4 separate regions of the Mus musculus genome follow, and regions 2, 3 and 4 are each linked to region 1. Evidence: chromatin contacts called from public HiChIP or PLAC-seq, Micro-C and promoter capture Hi-C data. All regions are on one chromosome and are shown on one strand. The core of a region is the stretch at or near the end of the contact, and the rest is flanking DNA. Distances in the headings are between cores, read along the strand shown. Region 1 holds the start of Rgma (repulsive guidance molecule family member A). Region 2 has its middle 140 kb from the start of Gm39035. Region 3 has its middle 210 kb from the start of Gm39035. Region 4 holds the start of St8sia2 (ST8 alpha-N-acetyl-neuraminide alpha-2,8-sialyltransferase 2).

Evidence for each region. Promoter capture Hi-C pulls out the DNA fragments that hold promoters and counts their contacts. Hi-C and Micro-C count contacts between places; a contact is called where the count stands out from the background. HiChIP or PLAC-seq counts read pairs in DNA pulled down with a chosen protein or histone mark.
Region 2: a contact with region 1 is called in a Micro-C map of muscle stem cells, with 5 times the contacts expected there. The contact joins the enhancer-like site here to the promoter of Rgma in region 1. A contact is called at or near these places in 4 of 39 promoter capture datasets (the 3T3-L1 cell line, 3T3-L1-derived adipocytes, the HPC-7 cell line and 1 more), 1 of 484 Hi-C or Micro-C datasets (muscle stem cells) and 9 of 115 datasets of contacts at active chromatin or transcription factors (craniofacial prominence, embryonic basal ganglia, embryonic fibroblasts and 6 more).
Region 3: an H3K27ac HiChIP or PLAC-seq map of neural progenitor cells shows a contact between it and region 1, with 15 times the contacts expected there. The contact joins the enhancer-like site here to the promoter of Rgma in region 1. A contact is called at or near these places in 12 of 39 promoter capture datasets (the 3T3-L1 cell line, 3T3-L1-derived adipocytes, the C10 cell line and 7 more), 4 of 484 Hi-C or Micro-C datasets (cerebellum, embryonic retina and uterus), 10 of 115 datasets of contacts at active chromatin or transcription factors (craniofacial prominence, embryonic basal ganglia, embryonic forebrain and 7 more) and 1 of 9 other capture datasets (embryonic stem cells).
Region 4: a contact with region 1 is called in a promoter capture Hi-C map of embryonic stem cells, with 7 times the contacts expected there. The contact joins the promoter of St8sia2 here to the promoter of Rgma in region 1. A contact is called at or near these places in 4 of 39 promoter capture datasets (the C10 cell line and embryonic stem cells), 2 of 484 Hi-C or Micro-C datasets (both in embryonic stem cells) and 1 of 9 other capture datasets (embryonic stem cells).

What each region holds. Positions count from the first base shown.
Region 1 is chr7:73,373,630-73,377,158 of GRCm38.p6, forward strand. It overlaps Rgma (repulsive guidance molecule family member A), which reads left to right and starts at 1,891. Exons shown (of 4, transcript NM_177740.5): 1 at 1,891-2,259. The coding sequence starts at 2,246. It overlaps A730056A06Rik (RIKEN cDNA A730056A06 gene), which reads right to left and starts at 2,145. Exons shown (of 2, transcript NR_040325.1): 1 at 1,888-2,145.
Region 2 is chr7:72,440,235-72,443,763 of GRCm38.p6, forward strand. No RefSeq gene overlaps it. Among named protein-coding and RNA genes, the nearest start is that of Gm39035, 140 kb to the left of the region's middle. Within about 2 kb of position 1,982, at least 44 of the 459 cell types and tissues checked have an H3K27ac peak or open chromatin away from gene starts, as enhancers often do. A contact at or near this core is called in embryonic fibroblasts and muscle stem cells, where this site is marked.
Region 3 is chr7:72,518,054-72,521,582 of GRCm38.p6, forward strand. No RefSeq gene overlaps it. Among named protein-coding and RNA genes, the nearest start is that of Gm39035, 210 kb to the left of the region's middle. Within about 2 kb of position 1,843, at least 79 of the 459 cell types and tissues checked have an H3K27ac peak or open chromatin away from gene starts, as enhancers often do. A contact at or near this core is called in 3T3-L1-derived adipocytes, fibro-adipogenic progenitors, neural progenitor cells and 2 more, where this site is marked.
Region 4 is chr7:74,011,938-74,015,466 of GRCm38.p6, forward strand. St8sia2 (ST8 alpha-N-acetyl-neuraminide alpha-2,8-sialyltransferase 2) reads right to left here and starts at 1,745. Exons shown (of 6, transcript NM_009181.2): 1 at 1,460-1,745. The coding sequence starts at 1,557.

The DNA of each region.
Region 1 (3,529 bases), core at 641-3,140:
CTACAAGAAGGGTGATATTGTAGACATCAAGGGAATGTGCACTGATCAAAAAGAAATGCCCCATAAGTGTTACCACAGCAAACCCAGGAGAGTCTACAATGTCACTAGCATGCCATGGGCATAATTGTAAACAAGCAAGTTAAGGGCAAGATGTTGGCCGAGAGGATCAATGTGCGGATTGAGCACATCAAGCACTCAAAGAGCAGAGACAACTCCTGAAGCGGGTGAAGGAGAACGATCAGAAGAAAACGGAAGCTAAGGAGAAGGGCACCTGGGCTCAGCTGAAGGGCCAGCCTGTGCCATCCAGAGAAGCACTCTTTGTGAGGACTACGGAAAAGAGCCGGAGATTTTGGAGCCCATTGCATGTAGATTCGTGGCCTAATGTACAAAAAGGAAATAAACGACTAAGACTGCAAAGTGTTAAAACAAAACAAAACAAAACAACCAAAACCCAAGGGGGAGGAGGAAGAAAATGACCCAAGTGATAACAATTATTGTGCCTCTGCTATACACCAGGCTCTCCTGGGTGCTGAGGATGGCATGATGACCCCAAGGTGGTTCCTGATCTCTTGAGTATGATGAGAAGGCCACAAATAAAGGTATAATTACAGATTGATGTCAGAGCTAGGGAAAACAACACCTGGGATTTGAGAATTGGGGACAGGGTTGGAGGAGTGTCCCCAAGCAGAGGATGATAGAGTACAAAAAGGAAATGTAAACACACACACACACTTTCTTGTACAACTCCCTTATTTATAGACAAGGAAACTGAGGCTCAGCAGACCTAAAAGATTTGTCCAAGGTCGAGGCTAATTTTAGAAACGGGGCCAACTGCAAGGCCCAATCCCTTCCTGCTAAAAGCACATGGAGTTTATTTATAGCTCAGTTATAGACTAGTCTAATTCATTTGGCCAATAAACGCAGAACATTGAGTTCAAAACCACATCCCTTAAGACCACAGCATAAATAACGACGAGGGTCTTAATACGGACGATACCTTTTCATTAAATACAGAGTTCTCATCCTATCAAAATTCCAGCGCTTGGTTCAGATTAAGAGAAGATCGGGTCGTAACCCCTGTATAAAATATCCTGGCAGCGCTAACTGTTCAGTGATAATTTGAGTGTGAGCTGTGTGTCCCGGCTGACTTCACACCCCAGCTAGGGTTTCAGACCTATACGTGGTGTTGGGGTGAGACCCTGGAGATGAGCTGCTGGCGGCTGGCTGTGCTCTCCACTGTGTGCGTGAGCTGCATGAAGAATCCTTTTGAGAAGCCCGGAGTTTCCTCTGGCAATCTATGCGAGAAGGGTGCGGGGCGGGGGAGGAAGACGCTGTGACCGGAGGTTACCTCTGAGCTGGACTGCAGAGGGAGGGGTGGGGGAGTACAAGACAGTCTGTTTACTCCAGACTGCGTGTATTCGCGCACTGTGCATGCAATATACATATTATTTATTTTTTCCAATAAGATTCTAAATAGGAGTAAAATCCCTATAGAACAAAGGTGACTTTCGGCAGATGTCAATATTTATCCACGATTGGAAACCTCTAACCACCGTAGGCTCCCAGGTTGAAAACGTGGACTCCAAGCCACCTGGCTCAGGGTTAAGAAAGTTGGATGCGTTAGCGGAAGGGAGGGTCGCTGCACTTGCTGCTCGAACCCTGGGATCGCGAGCCCGCAGGGAGAGTGTGCGCTTTCTGCAGGCTCACCCCCTACGTCCTCACACACCCACTAGCGCGGATCAGCAAGGGTGGGACCGCGGCGGGGCGGGGCCTTTGGAGCCCAGACCCCACCCCTCCCCCTCCCTCTGCTCCGCTCCGCCCGCGCTCGCCCCCCCGCCCGCTCCCGGGGTGCCCGGCCCGCCCCCTCCCTGCCGCGCGCAAACGAACCTCGCGACGCCGCGCTCAGCGGTGGCGGTGGCGGCGACAGGCCGGGCGAGGCAGCAGGTTAGCCCGGGCCGCCCTACTCTGCAGGCGTCTCGGAACTGCAAGCTACGCCGCCCGAGCCCTGCGCCCGGGAAGCACTGGCCAGCCGGCCGCTCCTGAGGCTCGCTCCTCCAGGCGCTCGCAGGCATGCAGCCGGGGAGCAGGCGGAGCGCCCCGGGTCGCTACTGAGTCCGCTGAGCTGCGGGGACCAGCGCCAGCCGGGCCCCTCCCACCTCACCCAGGGGCCCACGAGCGACCGCCCTACACCTAGTCTTCGCGCGCAGCCCCGCCAGCGCCAACCCCCCGCGGGCTGGAGGGGCTCATGCAGCCGCCAAGGTAAGCGCGGACAGCGGGGGCACGGGGTCCTGAGGTCCCCAAGGCGCTGCGGACACTTGCGCTCCGCCGCCTCACTGATTAGTGGCTCCCCCAACCCGGTGTCTCATCTCACACACTTAGGGTTTTGCCTCGGATGACTCGCCTTCGCACTTGGCAGCAGGAAAGTTTTGTGGTTTGGTGTTTTTTCTTTTCCCCCAGCCCCCTAAGATGCTGCCATGAGGGCAGTAGGCGCTGCGCGTGGCTGGGCAGACCCGGCGCCTGTCCCACCCACTGTGTACCGCCTGGAGCTCTCTCTCCTGCGCGGCCACCTCTTCCGGAGGCGAGAGCCCCCCTGACCCACAGAGCTCTTGACAGATCTGATCACCCCGCTGACCCACGGTGAAACCGGATTCTCTCACTTAACCCAGGCCCGGGTTGCAGAAGCTGGAAATGAACGCACCTGCCCCGGGGCCGTCGGCATTGTACATTGTACAGTGTGAGTGACCCTTGCTTAGGAGCGTCCGGTGTGCTAGACTTGGGGTGGTGGCTAAGGGGCAAGGGTCCCAAAAGGTCCGACGTTCCTAAGAGGAAGGCAAGGCACCACGAGGACTCAGCGCCTGACTTGAGCCATGGCTCATCCCTGAGTGTTAACTAGGGGTAGAGGGACAGGTGTATTGGGGGACCGGTGCAAATATGAATGACACTTGGATGCAACTCTTGATTGCATCTTACTAGAGTAGTTGCATTAGATTTTCTCGACGAGGGAGTCAGTTTCCTGAGACTGGAACTTTAATGGGAGCCTGTGTGCTGTTATTATGTGGTGTGGTTTCGGAAGGCGTTGGATTGTATTTATTTTATAAATTGGGTGTCTTGAAGCGGATGGATTAGGGGAAATATCGCCATCTAGCGGAAATGGTGATCTGTACCTTCCTCACAAGCCATGAAGTTGGGCGTTCTCAAAGTTCCCCTATATGAGGAGATGGAGAGATGGGAACTAGCCAACGTGTCCAGAAAGACTGTTTCTCTAGTGCTCAGGCCATCCTGTAAGCGGGGCTTGAGCACCCGCTGCCCGGAGCTTAGCTCTCAGGACCGAATGACGAATTGTATTAGTGGCAGGATATCACCTCCAGGACTGCCATTCCCTTCTGTGTAGTTTTGGGTTCTTCTAGCAAAAATAAAGTAAACGGTCACCTGCCTTTGTCCCTAGGCATCTGGTCCAGGGATCTGGCAAGCCTGTCACGGTCACTTTACTACTCTCTAGTTCATCTGTACCTATATAGTGATTTGTGAA
Region 2 (3,529 bases), core at 732-3,231, 930 kb before region 1:
AAGTATAGATTTTCCCACTAACCTTGGTTTTCAATAGATTTCATTTGCTGTAGCACAGATTTAATAATAACCTGGAAACCTGGGCTAAACTGCAGAGTACTGTTTAATATCCTGGTTTAAGTAAGAGTAAACCATTCTGAATCATGGCCTTTGGAATTTTAGGTAAATATACAAAACACTTTAATGAGCACCAAGAGAAATTTTATAAATGAACTGAACTGCGTCTGGCTTTGCATAATCAACCTTATTATTCAGCTAATATCATCGAACTGTCATTGGTAACACACGTCTATAATTTTGATCAGTTTCTTACATACAGTTACTCCTCTGTACTTACTTACAGGGAGTTGTTTCTTGGGGCTGAGCAGATACTTAGATCTGCAAACACTCAAGGTCCTTGTATTAAATGGTGTAGTATTTACACAGCACCAGTGAATATCTACCTGTACATGTCCTATCATCTTTTGGTGGTCTACAATGCCCAGTGAGATATAAATGCTACTGGACTGTAGAGTTTAGAGAAGAATGACAAGAAAAATGACTATGCATATTCATTTCAACTCTTTTTCTGACAGTTCTTTACCGAAAGGTAGTTGATTCTGTGGATGTTGATTCTGTGAATATGAAGGACAGCTATACATCATTTGATTTGATAGATACGTTATCAAAACCTAGTTATCTGCCCCAAGTATGTCCTATGGCCTGGCTTTACCATTGAATCAGTCATTTCCCAGAGCAGCTAAAAACTAAACAGCTTGAGAAGTTTCCTAATCCTTCCTGATTCTCTATTCTCCTGCCTGTTGGTTATGTTTTTAATATTGTATGACCCACAAGGTTAAAAGTTTTAATGAAATGGAAACAAACCAGAAGGAATCCATGGCTATGCTATCCATAACTATGTTATTTATGAATGTGCCTTCCAATGTCCCCAAGACCATGGGTCATATGAGTTTCTGGGTAAGCTCCTTAGAGGAGGCTAACATTTGCAAACCTTAGAACTTGGCTCTCACTCCATTAGATACTGAAATGTCTGGTGTGCTCCCCAATTCCTTAGATGGTACAAGCACAAGCTCAGTGCCATTGCTCTGGGCTTTGAGTCCTAGATATTTGCAAATTCGCAATCTTGTAACTGTTGTGTGATTGTTGCAGTCCTATAACTGGCTCCCTTACTCCTCCTCCTCCTCTTCCTCTTTGCTTCTGATAGGCTTTCGTTTGCACTTCTAAGCAGGTATACACTTGAATTAGCCTGGTCATTGGGAAAGAATATCTGCCAGACACACACTATATGATTCAAATGCTGTTATTGTTGAAGACATACATTTTTTCATCTTCAGCGAGTTTGACAGTCAACTCCAAACACATTTTTATTAATTGCAGTGTTTCAAAAAATATTCCAGATACTTTGAGAGCATGGAAATAACCGTTTTATGAAGGTTCCTCTTTTCTCTCTCAATAAAGTCTCCAAGGACAAGGCTACTCTTGCCTGGGAGTTTCAGTCTACAGAGCCTGCCTGATGCCCTCTCCTCAACCCACTCTGGTGTTGATCCTTCTTTGAAGCAACTATTATTGGCTTCCAATAGAGGCCTACAGATATGAAATCCCAAGGCTAGAATGTTTTTTCAAGGGAAATTTACAATTTTCCCTATAGACTAAACTTCATTCTGCCTTTGATATCAAGAGTTAGATCTTTCATTTTAGCTTCTACCTAGAGATTTTTATTGATTTGACACCACATGTAATTTGATATTTGCATGGGCTCAAGGTATGATTTATATATCTGGTATCCACATATGTTACACAGACAACAAAGGCACCAAAGCTGGATGTTTTCCAACTCTGGGACATTTGGGAAGGCACCGACTTCTCAGGGCCTCCCCTCCCTCATCTGTGATCCGGGCTCTCCTGGCCCCACAACACAGCTGTGAGAGCCAAATGAGCGAATAAGCATGAGTCACACATAGTGCAGCACAATGCCTGGCAGAGCATCCACTTCACAAATCAAATGGTAATTTATAAGACCTTAGGGAAATGTCCATGTGTCCATTGTCTGAATCATACTAACCACTTTAAATAACATTTTCTAATCTAACTAAAAGTGAGTAAGAAAAGCTTGACAAAATACGTTGCTCCGGAACTTTTCTTCTTCATTCTGGGAATTCATACAATTATGAAGAACTAATGATGAATAAGGACAGGTCACTCAAGATGCCTTTCCCCTTCCCTACTCCCCCCTCCCCATTCTTGAGATGAAACATCAAACCTTGGAGAGAGGATATAGTTCCATGACACATACAGAACTGCAGAGAGTAGAGAGGCCCTGCCTTTGAGTACCTGGCAATGTCTGTGGTCTAAATAAACCATCCTGCCTGACTTCAGGTTACCTCTGTGGTGTCACCCAACACATGGCTGGGGAGAGATACTAAGTGGTTATTGAGAGCTGGTGGGTGTGCATTCCAACACAACCGTGGCTCTTTCAGCATTATGCAACTGCGTAAGCTTTACTTTCTTGCGGCCTTACTTACAAGTAGAAAGCTTTTTCTATGTTAAAGGAATTCCTCCTCCTAAGAAAAGCAGCTGACCCAGCCCCAGCCCCAGTCACCCAGTGGTTGCCAAAGAAGACATCAGACCCTGGCATGGTCAGGACTTAGGATGCCACCATCTGACATTAAATAAAGACTGCTCTATCTGTACAAGTTTGTTTAAATTCTCCTTTTTGTCTCTTCCTACAAACTTAATTGTTATATATTCTTACAGTACAAAGTTAATCTCTAAAGCTTTATTTTCTTGCAGCGACATTAGGGAAATTTTGGTTAACACAGGAAAGGAAAAACTAGGTGTGAGGGTTAACCTGGCAGCACCACTAATTATCAGTCTATTTGAACATCTTCCACTGAAGGTATGTAGCTGCCTATACAGTTGTATGTGGTGGCCCTGTTACAGTTATCTGTTTGTCTTCATCACAAGACTCGTGCACAGCTCACGTCTACAACTCTGCAACAGGTTCTGTTCCAGTCTGGCTCATGTCTTCAATCTTTTGTAAAATACTTTGGTTCTCTTTTGAATTTCACATCATACACCCCAATCCCACTCATCTCCCCTCCCCTTGTATGTGCCCTCCACACTTTCAACATCTGCACTAACAGAGGGGGAAAAAAATCTCACCGTGGAAGCTGTAGTATGTCACACTATGTCCCATGCATATGATTTTGTCCACACTTCTGTCCACACTTCTTTGCTTTGTTCATGGAGTGAGTCATCTGCCTTCTGCTACTCCATCAGTAGTGGAACTTCCCTGGGACTCCTCTTGGAGAGCCTATTGTTGCCCTGTGTCATGGAGATCCTGTAGTTTGCTATCTAAAACACAGGCTCCTTCAAGCACTCCTACACAGCAGAGCAGGCCCTGGTTGTGGGCACTGAGGGTGATCATGCCCTGAGGGCATAAGTGTGGGAGAGTCAGCCCTGCCTCTTTTCTACTATGTGGTGGCATTGGCAGGGGAGAGATCCCCTCCCTTCACTTTTGCCTACCCCA
Region 3 (3,529 bases), core at 593-3,092, 860 kb before region 1:
CGGGGGAGACCATGTTTTCACAATACTATTTAAATATACACTACCAATGACCCAAAGACTTCCCATTAGGCACCATTTCTTAACGATTTCACTGCTTTTCAACAGTGCCAGGTCGGGGGCTAAATTCTAACCCAAGTTAACCTGGAGCACTCTCGTATATAAGAAGTCTAATGAATCATGGAAATTACATTTTCTTGTTTGAATCATGGAAATTACATTTTCTTATTTAAACTAATTCCAAGTAAGCCAACCAGATGAGGTCCTTCATCCCCCCAGCTTCTTTAGTCGTGGTTAGATGGCCATGTGAGATCACATGACTGAATGTTGGGGTTGTAAAAACGTTTGCAACAGTAAGCTGTTTTTTAATATACAAAAAAATAAAGGACTAAAAATGAAACAGGCAATGAATCCCAGGTGTTACATCACTTACCCAAGTTGCATCAGGCAGCTTCACTGCACTAATGATAATGAGCTAACAACTTGCATGCTTTGTCCTGCAGACCATCCTACCCTGCAGTGCCAACTGTTGCTACCTCAAATACCTCAGCTCAGATTCGAGGCCATTGTGTGCTTTGAATTGCAATGTTTGCTTTGACTGTACAAAGTTTTCTGCTCTTACATAAACAGTGTGGTGGTTTAGTTATGGACAGAGCAACTCCTTCAAGAATAAGGCCCACAGTAAGAAACGAGTTTCAACGTGACACAGTCAGATACTCTAGAGCATAGCTGGTGACCGTGGGACACCTGTTGACTCTCCCCCATCTTCTGAAGTGGTACGATGTTGGAAGAAAGCTAACACAGCAAGAAGAATTGAGGGATACATAAAGAGCTGGGACTGTAGCCCTCAATTTGAAAAAAAAAATCTCTCTGAAACTGCCTTAATCTTAAGAATTTTTAGTTGAAGAGGCAAATTCCTTTCTTATTTCAACTGGCTTAGATTACTTTTCCCTCTTACAAATTGAATGGCTTCTCAGCAGGTGTGACCCTGGAGGCTTTGATGTGTGTCTTTCTCCTCCCAGGATGGTTCTGGTTTCTGGCTACCTCTCAGTCAGTGCCCCCAAGAAGACTTCAACAGGGGTCTCCACTTCACTGTCCTCTAGCTCCTTCTTGCCCCCACATATTGTCCAAATAACAATTTCATATCCCTTTGGAGTAGGAGGGACTAATCGAAGAGGATTAGGTGGGTGTGATTTTTTTACAATCAGCAGAAACAGCTGAGTGGTTCAGGCTGCATTCAGTCCTCAAGGTTAAAGCCCACTGGCCTAAGCATCTCTTAGTCCTGCTTTTTCTGACATATGTTTTAAATAAAGATAAAGCTCTGAAACCCCCCAGAACTTGATAGTGAACAGGAAAAGTCTAGAACTGAATAGGAATACTGTCCCCTCCACCCCCCAAAAAGCCAGAAAGCACATTTTTAAGGTGACCTGGGGTCAGTGTCCATCATCAGAATTTCAATGCTTGGAACACTTTTCTGCTGAGGACATTTCCTTCAGAGAATAGAGAATTAGTCATGCAGAAACTCCCTCGAAGCACTTGCTGTGAATCACAACCAGATTAGTAGAAGCACTCATGCTTTTATTTGGGATATTTTCCCAGTATTTGCTAATTCACGGTAAATTGCTCAGTATCTATTTCAGTAATGTATCGTTCCTTTCACAAATGAAAAACTTTGTCAGTTGTCACACAGCTGTAAAACGTGACCATATTAGGAAATGTAGCTGGGTTGCTGAAAAAGTTGAAGCTAGGGCCCTATGACACTTTTAATGTGTCTGTCTACGTCTCCCTCTCTGGGCATACAGCAGTCTGTCCAGCCTGGCTTACTGGCTTACTGTCTTCTAGTGCATGGAAGCCCAGCCTGCTCTTCCAGCCCTGGCAAGAGCCTGGTCTTGTGCAACACCACTCTCTCTGTACATTCTGACCTTTCACTTTCATAAATCGATCTTCTATAAAGCAATAACCAAGATTAAATATTTGCAAAGCATTATTCCTTTTAAAACAAAGTAATGAAAAATCCCTCAATTACAAAACTAACTGTTGCTGATATTTATGAATTTACAGATTCCTATGTAGCTGCTTTGCTAACAGATGAACATGCGAATCTATACCTATACATATAATCTACGTGATATGATTTAAATATTTAAATGCGGATTTATATAAAATTCAATATATATGTGACTATGCTATATATATATATATATGATATATGGGATATATATGTATATAACTTTAAGAAGCCTCAGGACCTAGGAAGTAATAACAGGCTTTCCACAAGAAGGGTAGCCTCACAGTGGAAACTATCCCAAGGGAACTGGTGTTTTTCAGAGGCCAGCAATGCCTTGAGGCCCCACTGCACCTCCCACAGCACCTGAGAAAGCTGGTCAGAACATATACCTTCCCCCAGTGCAGCTGGTATGCTCAGCTAGGTGACTTTAGTTTCTTTTGCTAAATGCATGAAACTCAAGAAGAACGAAGACCAAAGTGTAGACACTTTGCCCCTTCTTAGAATTGGGAACAAAACACCCATGGAAGGAGTTACAGAGACAATGTTTGGAGCTGTGACAAAAGTATGGACCATCCAGAGACTGCCATATCCAGGGTTCCATCCCATAATCAGCTTCCAAACGCTGACACCATTGCATACACTAGCAAGATTTTGCTGAAAGGACCCAGATATAGCTGTCTCTTGTGAGACTATGCCGGGGCCTAGCAAACACAGAAGTAGATGCTCACAGTCAGCTATTGGATGGATCACAGGGCCCCCAATGGAGGAGCTAGAGAAAGTACCCAAGGAGCTAAAGGGATCTGCAACCCTATAGGTGGAACAACATTATGAACTAACCAGTACCCCGGAGCTCTTGACTCTAGCTGCATATGTATCAAAAGATGGCCTAGTGGGCCATCACTGGAAAGAGAGGCCCATTGGACACGCAAACTTTATATGCCCCAGTACAGGGGAACACCAGGGCCAAAAAGTGGGAATGGGTGGGTAGGGGAATGGGGGGGGTATGGGGGACTTTTGGGATAGCATCGGAAATGTAAATGAGGAAAATACCTAATAAAAATATTTTTTAAAAACCCCAAGGAACTGAATCTTCCCCTTAAATTTTGTTTGTTATTGTTTCTCAAGGTCTCACTTTGTAGAAATCTATGAAGGCTCGCTGCTCTTGTCCCTCGTGTACCAACTTGAATGATTCCAAAATGTAAATTATTTCCACTATTTTTTTTCCATTTTTTATTAGGTATTTAACTCATTTACATTTCCAATGCTATACCAAAAGTCCCCCATACCCACCCACCCCCACTTCCCTGCCCACCCACTCCCCCTATTTGGCCCTGGTGTTCCCCTGTACTGGGGCATATAAAGTTTGCAAGTCCAATGGGCCTCTCTTTCCAGTGATGGCCGACTAGGCCATCTTTTGATATATATGCAGCTAGAGTCAAGAGCTCCGGGGTACTGGTTAGTTCATAATGTTGTTCCACCTATAGGGTTGCAGATCCCTTTAGCTCCTTGGCTACTTTCTCTAGC
Region 4 (3,529 bases), core at 495-2,994, 640 kb after region 1:
AGCTGGCGGCACAGAGTGTATTAACTGAACATTAAGTGAAAGTTTTCGGAGTTCTTGGGGAAACCGAGGACGAGAGGAATGAAGCAGAGAGGGACTCTTGAAACATAGTGGAGTCCATAGAATGGTTTGTGGGGTTACAGAAAGGGACAGTGAGTGGGAGAGAGAAAGCAAAGGGTAGGAAGAGGCACCTGCTATTAGGTTAGGGTCCCTAGGGCCTCAGCATCTTGGATTCTGGACTCTCTCTGTTTTGGAGGGATCTGAAGGCAGGACCCATCCATTCTCTGTTCTTATATCCTTACGAACGAAGTTGGACAAAGGAGGGGCGCACGCAGCACAGGACGCTTGTTTGATTGAGCTTGGCTCCTCACTAATCCCACAGAGAATCAAATCCGCCTCCTGTGCTCTCAGGGACCTCACCCTTTTACTGAAGGCCACCTCAGAGCCTTGCTGCCTTCCTACATGTTCCACCACGGTTTGGAGGCTCCGGACATGGGTCGGGCTCCGCGTGCAGAAGACTGTAGGATCGGGAGCCAGCTTCAGCCCACGGGACACCCTGATTGATGAGCCCAGCTCAGTTAGACAGCTCATTCCAAGAAGTCCCGAACCAGGCACAGCTGGAGGTGTGGTCCCGCCTACCTCTGAAGAGATAGGGACAAGCTGAGATCGCGCGCTCCTGGGGACCCCGAAGCCCACCGGGCGGCGTTGGAGACTTTCCGACAACCTCCCCGGGTCTTGGCGCCGGCTGTGAGCGCTCAGCAACCTGGGGTTGCCTGGGGCCGTCGCAGGGTTGTCAGAGCACCCAAAGCCAGGGGAGAGCCCTGGTCTCCAGCACCGCGCGCCACACCTTTAGCGGTGCTACCCCCCACGCCCGGATCCTGGGCTGGCCGGCGGGAGGCGTGGGTGCGTACCGGTGTGTTCAGGGCACATTCCCCTTCCCAGGAGTCGGTACGGAGCCCTTCCCACTCATCTCCCGCCAGGGGATTCCCCTCCCCCAGCTCAGAGATCCCCCGCGCGCCCCCTGCCCACTTTGCCAAGGCGAGAAAACGGCCGAGCCGGAGACAAAGAAACTCCTGCCTGCCTCCACTCTCCGTCCTTCTACCCGCCCGAGACACTCCCCGGCGCCCTCCCTCGACCCCGGCGACACCGCGCGCGCACACGCCGGGGGAAGGGACTAGGGGACAGGGAGCAGGGTGGGTGAGTCCGCTTTCCCCACGCCGCGCGGCTACAGCTGCCCGTGCACCCCGCCCGGGGACGCCCCTCGGCAGCCGCGCCCCCATCATCCACTCCCTAAAGCGTCCCGGGCCCCTGACACTGCCACCCCCAGCCCAAACCGCCGGCACTATCCCTCCAGCTGAGCGACAGGGGGGCGCGGCGCACACAAAGCGGATGGGGAGTAAGGAGCCCAGGGGAAGAAGAGATCCCGCCGGGGATGGGGCACGGGCTCAGGGAGGCTATTTACCCGATTTCTTCTTCGATCTCTGAGATGTCTGCGAAGATGAGGAAGACCACGAGCAGCGTAAGCGCGGCCAGCATCCAGCTCCGGAACTGCAGCTGCATGGTGGGGTCGGTGCCCTCCGGGACCCGCGCGCGGGCCGGGGCGAGGAGCTGGGGCTGAAGGAGCCTCCGCGCTCCACGCGCAGCAGGGCACACACCCTGCGCTCCGGGCGAGTCCTGGCCGGCGGCGGCCAAGGCGACAGCAGCAGCAACAGACAAGGGTTGCTCTGGCGCGGCGAGCCCGCTCGCTCTCTCTCCGCTCCTGCCCGCCCCTCCCCTCCCCTCCCTCCTTCTCCCCCCCCCCTTTCCCCCCCGCCCCGCACTGGGCTCCAGGCGCAGTTTGACAGCTTTGCTCCGCGCCTTGCCTGGTCTCCTCCCACTAACTCTAGCGGCCACCCACCCGCCTTTGCTTTTCCTGCCCGAGAGGGCTCAGGGAGCTTGCCACTCCCGGCCTAGGAAGGCTGGGCTCCGGCCATCGAAAGCGACCCGGAGACTGAGCTGAGCCAGACAACTCGGAGCACCCGGGGCTGCTTGGCAAACGCCTAGCGTCGCTCGCTCTTTGTCCAGCGCCCTCGCTTCCTCTCAAAGTTTTCCCGACACAAAGACTAGCACCTTGGGGACGGTCTCCGGCGCGCTGCGAGGAGGCGGTATCCTCTGGGCTACGCTTCAGCAGTTGACGAATTGAAAGGGGAAGTGGAAGAGAGGAGGGGAGAAGAAATGGGCAAGAGGGGCCAACTTCACCAGCGATGTTCATGGCAATTGGTGGGCGAGGTGCTCAGCCTGCACAACACCACCTTCTCTATGGGCGGTCATCTCTGTCCATTTATAGACCCAAGCCCGGGAGCATGGAACTCTCGAGTTGTTTGAGGTCATGGCTAGAACCCAGGGATCCCCGTAGTACCTGCTCTACTTCCAAGAGCAGGCATAGTACCCACATTGTGGCTGGTACTGTACGTGCTTCATCCCCTTAGCTCGTGCTCTTTTCTGGTCTAATCAATAAACCCCTGGAGTCCTATCATGATCAAAAGGCCTTCTAGAAAAATACACTTCCCACAAAGGGAGATGCTCCTCCCCCCCACCCCATACCGAACGATTTCCCTGCTTCAGACCCTTTTAGCTCACTTTACCGTTACCTTTTGCCCTGCTGCGTCAAGAGGGAAGAACCCATTCATTAAGTTTTACTAGAACTAGATTACAACACACACACACACTGGATGTAACTTTTCAGAAGAAGCCAGATCGTCCTTTGGTTAGTGAAGGGTCCTAGAGGTTGCTTGTCAGAGGCGTTGAGAATGTCAATGCAGTGCCCTACTGTTTGGGAAGCACCTGTAGATAAACAGAGATGCCCAGTCGGTTGTCCTCCAGAACAACTCCAAGGAGGAGCTAGTAGTTCCCTTAGTGTAGTTCCCGTGTCTCTCCCAGGCCAAGGTGTGAAGGTCTAGGGAGCTCCCCACACTTCTTCATTGAGGAACAGGCTAAAGGGAGTGGTCTCTGCAGGAGGCCTGCTGGGTTTTGTTGCTGTTTTTATTTTTATTGTTGTTGTTGTTGGTGGTGGTACTGGTGGTAGTGGTGTGATTCAGGACAAGCTCTCACCTGCAGGGAGAGCCTCTATGCCCTGCCTGCTGACAGGATACGGAAACAGCGTGGTAAGGTGGGGGACAAGTTCTTCAGGGGTCTCCTCTGAGTGCCAGCAGCAGTTGTCTTTTTCCCAGAGGAGGGATGCGCCCCTTCCAGGGTGTTTCATTGCTTCCCCCCCCCCACCCTTGCACATCAGTTCCTTCCCTTTCAAGGAGTACCCAAGAGTAGCACACTTTCCCCCTTGGGGGTGACTTTCAGAGGCTGAGCACCTTGTTGAAAGTCACTCTTTCTTTTCAGTACAAGTAGGGAGATGTCTAAAGAGGGCATCTCAGAGCTGAGGAGGTGGCTCAGTCTGTCAAGGGCTTGGTGCACATGAAAGCATGAGGACTTGAGTTTGGAATTCTCGAACCAAGTTCAAAGCTGGGTAATGTGCATCTCTAACTGCAGTGCCCAAGGG